Regions from separate parts of the Mus musculus genome. Here region 1 is linked to region 2. The links are chromatin contacts, called in public HiChIP or PLAC-seq maps. All regions are on one chromosome and are shown on one strand. The core of a region is the stretch at or near the end of the contact, and the rest is flanking DNA. Distances in the headings are between cores, read along the strand shown. Region 1 has its middle 5.3 kb from the start of Gm26002. Region 2 overlaps Nrp1 (neuropilin 1).

What was found. HiChIP or PLAC-seq counts read pairs in DNA pulled down with a chosen protein or histone mark.
Region 1: a BATF HiChIP or PLAC-seq map of CD8 T cells shows a contact between it and region 2, with 7 read pairs. The contact joins two enhancer-like sites. A contact is called at or near these places in 2 of 39 promoter capture datasets (the 3T3-L1 cell line and the HPC-7 cell line) and 2 of 115 datasets of contacts at active chromatin or transcription factors (CD8 T cells and bone marrow-derived macrophages).

Annotation. Positions count from the first base shown.
Region 1 is chr8:128,644,342-128,647,041 of GRCm38.p6, forward strand. No RefSeq gene overlaps it. Among named protein-coding and RNA genes, the nearest start is that of Gm26002, 5.3 kb to the right of the region's middle. Within about 2 kb of position 1,325, at least 25 of the 459 cell types and tissues checked have an H3K27ac peak or open chromatin away from gene starts, as enhancers often do. A contact at or near this core is called in CD8 T cells, where this site is marked.
Region 2 is chr8:128,487,334-128,490,033 of GRCm38.p6, forward strand. Nrp1 (neuropilin 1) reads left to right here. Exons shown (of 17, transcript NM_008737.2): 12 at 564-623. It overlaps Gm32643 (a long non-coding RNA gene), which reads right to left. Exons shown (of 7, transcript XR_003947627.1): 1 at 1,040-2,700. Among named protein-coding and RNA genes, the nearest start is that of Gm32643, 4.3 kb to the right of the region's middle. Within about 2 kb of position 1,373, at least 62 of the 459 cell types and tissues checked have an H3K27ac peak or open chromatin away from gene starts, as enhancers often do. A contact at or near this core is called in CD8 T cells, where this site is marked.

The DNA of each region.
Region 1 (2,700 bases), core at 75-2,574, 160 kb after region 2:
TCTCTCTCTCTCTCTCTCTCTCTCTCTCTCTCTCTCTCTCTATGAGATAGGGCATTGTACAGCCCAGACTAGACTCAAACTCCCTATGTAACTAAGCTTTTTTTATTTTTAAAACTATTTTACATTGATTTATGTAATGAAGCAGACAGGGCTCATATCACCAAGCACTTGTGAAAGTCAGAGGACAACTCTGAGGAATCAGTTCTCATACCTCCACCACATGGGTCCCAGGGTTCCAACTCATCAGTAAATACCCTTTACCCACTGAGCCATCTTACTGGCCAAACTTAATCTTCTGATCCTCCTGCCTCCACCTCCTGACAGGATTTGGCTTAGTGGTTAAGAGCACCGATTGTAGGTCCTGAGTTCAAATCCCAGCAACCACATGGAATAAAAAACATGCTTAGGAAATAATGCATTATGGCACATTCCTTTAATGCTAGCACTTGGGAGGCAAAGGTAAGCAGATCTACATGCTACACAAAAGCAACACAAAAATAAAACATTTTTTTTACAAAGTATGTTGAGAATGTTTGTATTTGCACACCTAAAGAGATGACTATGTGGTTAAGAACATTTAATACACTTGCACAGGACCTGGATTCAGTTCTCAGCATCCACATCGCAGCTCACAACCATATGTTAACTCCAGTTCCAGGGTAGCCAACACCCTCTTGTGGCCTCTGTCAGACACTCATATGGTATGCATATACATGCAGGCAAAACTCTCACATACATAAATCAAAATAAATTTTTTCAAGATGCAGTTTCTCTCTCCTGAAACTCTCTCTGTACATCAGGTTGGCATTGAACTCTAAGATCCTCCTGTCTTCCAAATGCTCACATTCAAAGTTATGTGCCACTACAACTGACTTAAATAATTTGTTTAACTGAGGGTTTGCTTTGTTTTGAGACAGAACTTTACTCTGTATCCCAAATTAACCTCAAACTTGAGACAATCCTCCTGACTCAGGTGCTCAAGAGTTGGAATTACATGGTTTACTATGTTGTAAATTTTTGGCTGATATCTGGCTTGGCTCTTTAGTTAGACATTGGTATATTTAAGGACTTATAAATACCTATCTCATTTAGTTACTTACCTTGACATGTTTTAGCACAGCCTAGAATCATACAAGCAAACATAAGGAAAGCAAACAGAAAAGATATAACACAACAACTGAAAACCCATTAGTAGTGATGAACTTTGTCCAGGGAGGAAGTTTAGGCCAGGTCCACAGAAAAGAGGTAAGTATACTGGCTGCTGCAGGGGGCAGGGTGAGGAGGAGAGGTGTTTCATACAGGAAATGCCATTTGCAAAAGCCTAGAGGTGTGAATGTATGTGTGATACATTGAAAGAACAGCCAGTAACTCTACTGCAGAGCATGTAATGCCTGAAGCAGAGAAGACAAGCTAGGTCATGAGCAGCAAGAGGGAGCAATGAGTGAGGGCTGAACTGTCTTGTATTAGGATTGGCAGTTCCTCCTAGTAAGATTGGAAAATCCCTAATCTTTACCCCAACTCTTCCACAAGACTTCCTGTGCCTCGTCCTTCAGTGACTTGAGGTGTCATGTTGGGTTGGCACCTAGAGGGGGGCCTCAGAGGAAAAAGGGATGGTGATGGGGGAGAGAATGTGTGAGAGGGGACTGAGAGTAGGCGGGTTATGATGGAGATGTAAAAAGAATTCTTTAAATAATTTGTTTAAAGGTTGTAAAAACCACTGCTTGGCTAAAAAGCTGCCTTCCTCACAGTGTGGGGACATTCCTGGCTTCTCACTTGGATGGTGTTTACCCCCCCATGTGCTTTCCTTAACTGTTTCTTCAAACCAGTTTGTCTTCCTCTTGGGCACCCAGAAAGACCACAATGCCTGCACTCTAACTACATGAAGCTTCATCCCTGAGTTCCAATGAGATATTTCTAGTGAAATGGATACCCCTTCTAGAATCATCTACTGGAGAGCCTCCAGACCCCAAAGCTGGCAAAGCCCAAGGTGGAAGAATTCCAGGTCCCAGAGTCACTTCATAGGAGACTGTGTACCCATAACAATTGGACAGTGACCCGGAGATTAGTGAGGGAGCTTTCCTTGCTGAGAAGCTGGGCATGGGATTTTTCTGCTATAGCATTTAAGCTAGCAGGTAATCTACTGAGTGGGAAAGTTCTCAGAAAACAGGTAGGGGCTAACAAGACATTGAGACGCAGTGTTCGGCGGATAAACACCAATACCACTTGCTCACTTTCCTCTTGAGCTAAGCTCACACCCTCATACTAAACTCTCCTAAGCTCGTTGGTGGCAGACACTCAGCTGTCCCTGACGTCATTCCACCCCTGGCTGACCACTTCCTTCAGAGTACAGGCCAGCTGCATGGAACCAGGCCTTGAGGCAATCTCTATGGGTTCAGTCCTGCTTCCAGGAGAAGACATTTATCCCAATACATGTCCTCAGGAATCCCTTCCAATTTCCCAGCCCTAGGAAAAGAACTGACATCTAGGAAGTAAGAATGCATGACTATGTCTAAATTTGATTAAGACAAATGCTGGATTTCAAACTCAGGACCAGGCATGGAGGGGGTTCTGATGGAGTCGAGGTTTCGGCCTGTCATGACTCACTTTATTCTTCCTCTTTCAAACCTATGATGTGGTGTCTGAGGTGTTTGCCTGACTTTAACCTGACTTATTCTGTATATACATATATTTGTTTAGGAG
Region 2 (2,700 bases), core at 123-2,622:
ATGTGTAAGGTTTTTTTTTTTTTTAAGTAAAGCTGTTAGAGTTGGGACTATGGATCAGTTGATAAGGGGCTTCCTGTCAAGCCTAAGGACCTGAAGTCAGCCCCTAGAATACACACACACACACACACACACACACACACACACACACACACACACAAAGCTGAGTATAGTACAAGCTTGTAGGTAGATAATGGGTCCCTGGGACTCACTAGCCAGCCAATCTAGCCTACTTGTGTAACCCTGTTTCAAAGGAGCCAAGTGATATTTCTGACATGACACCGCAGATTATCTTCTAACATCCACATGCACATGCTCCTGCACACTTAATGCAAATCTTCACACACATGTAAACATACACAAAACATAGCATGCATAAAATTAAAACAATCTTATGGTAATGTTGTTTGAATTAGATAGACTAAGATTCAGTCAAATGTGATTGGTCCTGGAAGGAACTAAAGTAAGAGTTTTCTGTGAGAAATGTCTAGAGATGTGAGCTTGAAACATTGTTGCACACTGCCTCTGTTTTCTTATTTTGGTATGCCGCTGCTCTTATTTTTCAGGAGGCACCACTGTCCTGGCCACAGAGAAGCCAACCATTATAGACAGCACCATCCAATCAGGTATCAAAATCTAATGTGTCTATATTCCATGTACCCCTTCCAATCCCACTTACCAAAATAGCATCACTGAGCTTCCTGGCTTCAGTTGCTCTAAAGGCCTAGGAGAACAGCAAAGCTGTAAAAGCCACATGCTTTTGGTACCCAGTAAGCCCCAATGAACAGGGTTCCCTTCCTCATCAGTCATTGCTGAATGACATGTCCCAGCTACCCCCCTCCCCCCAGGGAATTGAGAGACATACTTTGTTTAATTACAGCACAGCTCTGATGTGGCCTGTGTTTGCAAACTAGAAGAAGGAAAGAAATCTCACAAGCCACAGCCTAACTATTTATTTTCATCACCATTCTGCAAAATCAAGAAGCGCAAAGTTTGTCTGTTGTGCCTGCCACAGAGTTGGCAGTTTTACAACAGCACTTACCACAAGACTGGCTCAGGAAACCAAGGTTTACACTGTGCCCGGGCTGAGAAACACCCTGGGAGCATCCCCCTTATCCTTTAGCTCAGAGGAAAACCCAAGGACTCTGTCCGCCCAACCGTGCGTGCGGGTTATCAAAGGCTGCCCTCTTTTGTTTTCTGTTAGTATTCTGTGACATTCTTCCCCACAGACTCACATGAAGGGAAGCAGTTGTATAAGCAACCAGAGGTTTTTTTTTTTTTTTTAAATACTTTAGAGTTAATCATTAGAGGAAGGTGAGAGGGTCAGCTTCCCAGATTCTTCCATTTCCTTTATTGAAGTTCACTCAGCCTTGGCCTCTGCAGTCATTTATTAATGGACCGTGTGGTGTGTATCGGTGTTTCCTCCACACTGACTGCCTCACAGAGGACTAGAAAGGACTTCCCTAATTAGCATGCTTCCTTAAAGGCCACTGTTACCATTGACCTAATTAAACTGTAAGACAAACTTCTTTGGAACTTTCCCCCAGTTTTCAGGAGTTCAGCTGACAAAACGCTTGCTCCCGCATCCCAAACCCCTCAGACGTTAGGCAAAGGAAATCCCCCAAATGCTGTGTTCCTGCTCATACCTGTTGTAATTTGACTTTAGTCACAGTGTCTGTCTGCAGATATTTTACTCTTCCCTGTCTGTTACCAGGAGGACGGCCCTGGTCTGCAAATGGGGCTTCTCTGTGGGGGTGAAGCTGTAGGACTATGACTCTCAATATACTGTCTTTGGCCCTCTATCAGAAGAGGATGAAGGGAGTATATGAAGTTGTGATGACGCCATGTACATTTTAGTTGCTCATCTAGTTTCTTTTCTTGCCAGAAGTGATTAGAAGCACCCTGAAGTAGTCTCTCTACTGCTTCGTTAGTCTCTCATCTCCTCTATTAAACGAGCATGGCTATCTTCAAAAAGCATGAAAGTGAGAGTCATGGTGACCACACCAGGAGAGGTTTTGATAACACATTTGCTTTCAACAGGACCTCTTGGTCATGCTTGTGAAGGTCTTATAAACAAGGGGCTGTCAGCCCAATCTTAGCATTCACCAAAGTCAGAGGGCAGGTGTACAGCGCATGAATCCATAAGATTTGTTACTACCACCATCTAGACAAAGACTGGTTCTAACAGCCTGGCTGATCATAGAGATAGACAATGTCTATATGGTTTCCTGTTTATTCCATTGTCTGAGTTATAAATCTGGTCTTCAGCTCCTCACTGGAGGGTCATGAACTGTTGACCTTTAAAAGCTATCTGTTCACTGCAACCTTCTGGTTAGGTCACTGCATGGGCCTCACAGAGATGGAATGTGCTTCCAGACAGAGGTCTAGCTCAAGGTGAGGCTGACCACACCTAAAACTTGATGCATTACAGGCCTCTCACACTTCACAGATGGCCTCAGACAGACCCTATGTCTTCATCAAAATTCTGTTTACCTGAGCAGTTACAAACTAAGCAAAATCTTAAGATTCTGTTTTAAGAACTGAGTGGGTATCTCAGTAAGTGTATGCAAGCACTTACCCCTGCTGTGCAAGCATGAATTCCTGAGTTCCATCATCAGAATCCACACAAAAGCAGAGTATATGGAGCATGCTCAGAGATAGAGACAGGCAGATCGCCATGGCTCACTGACTAGCAGGCTTGGC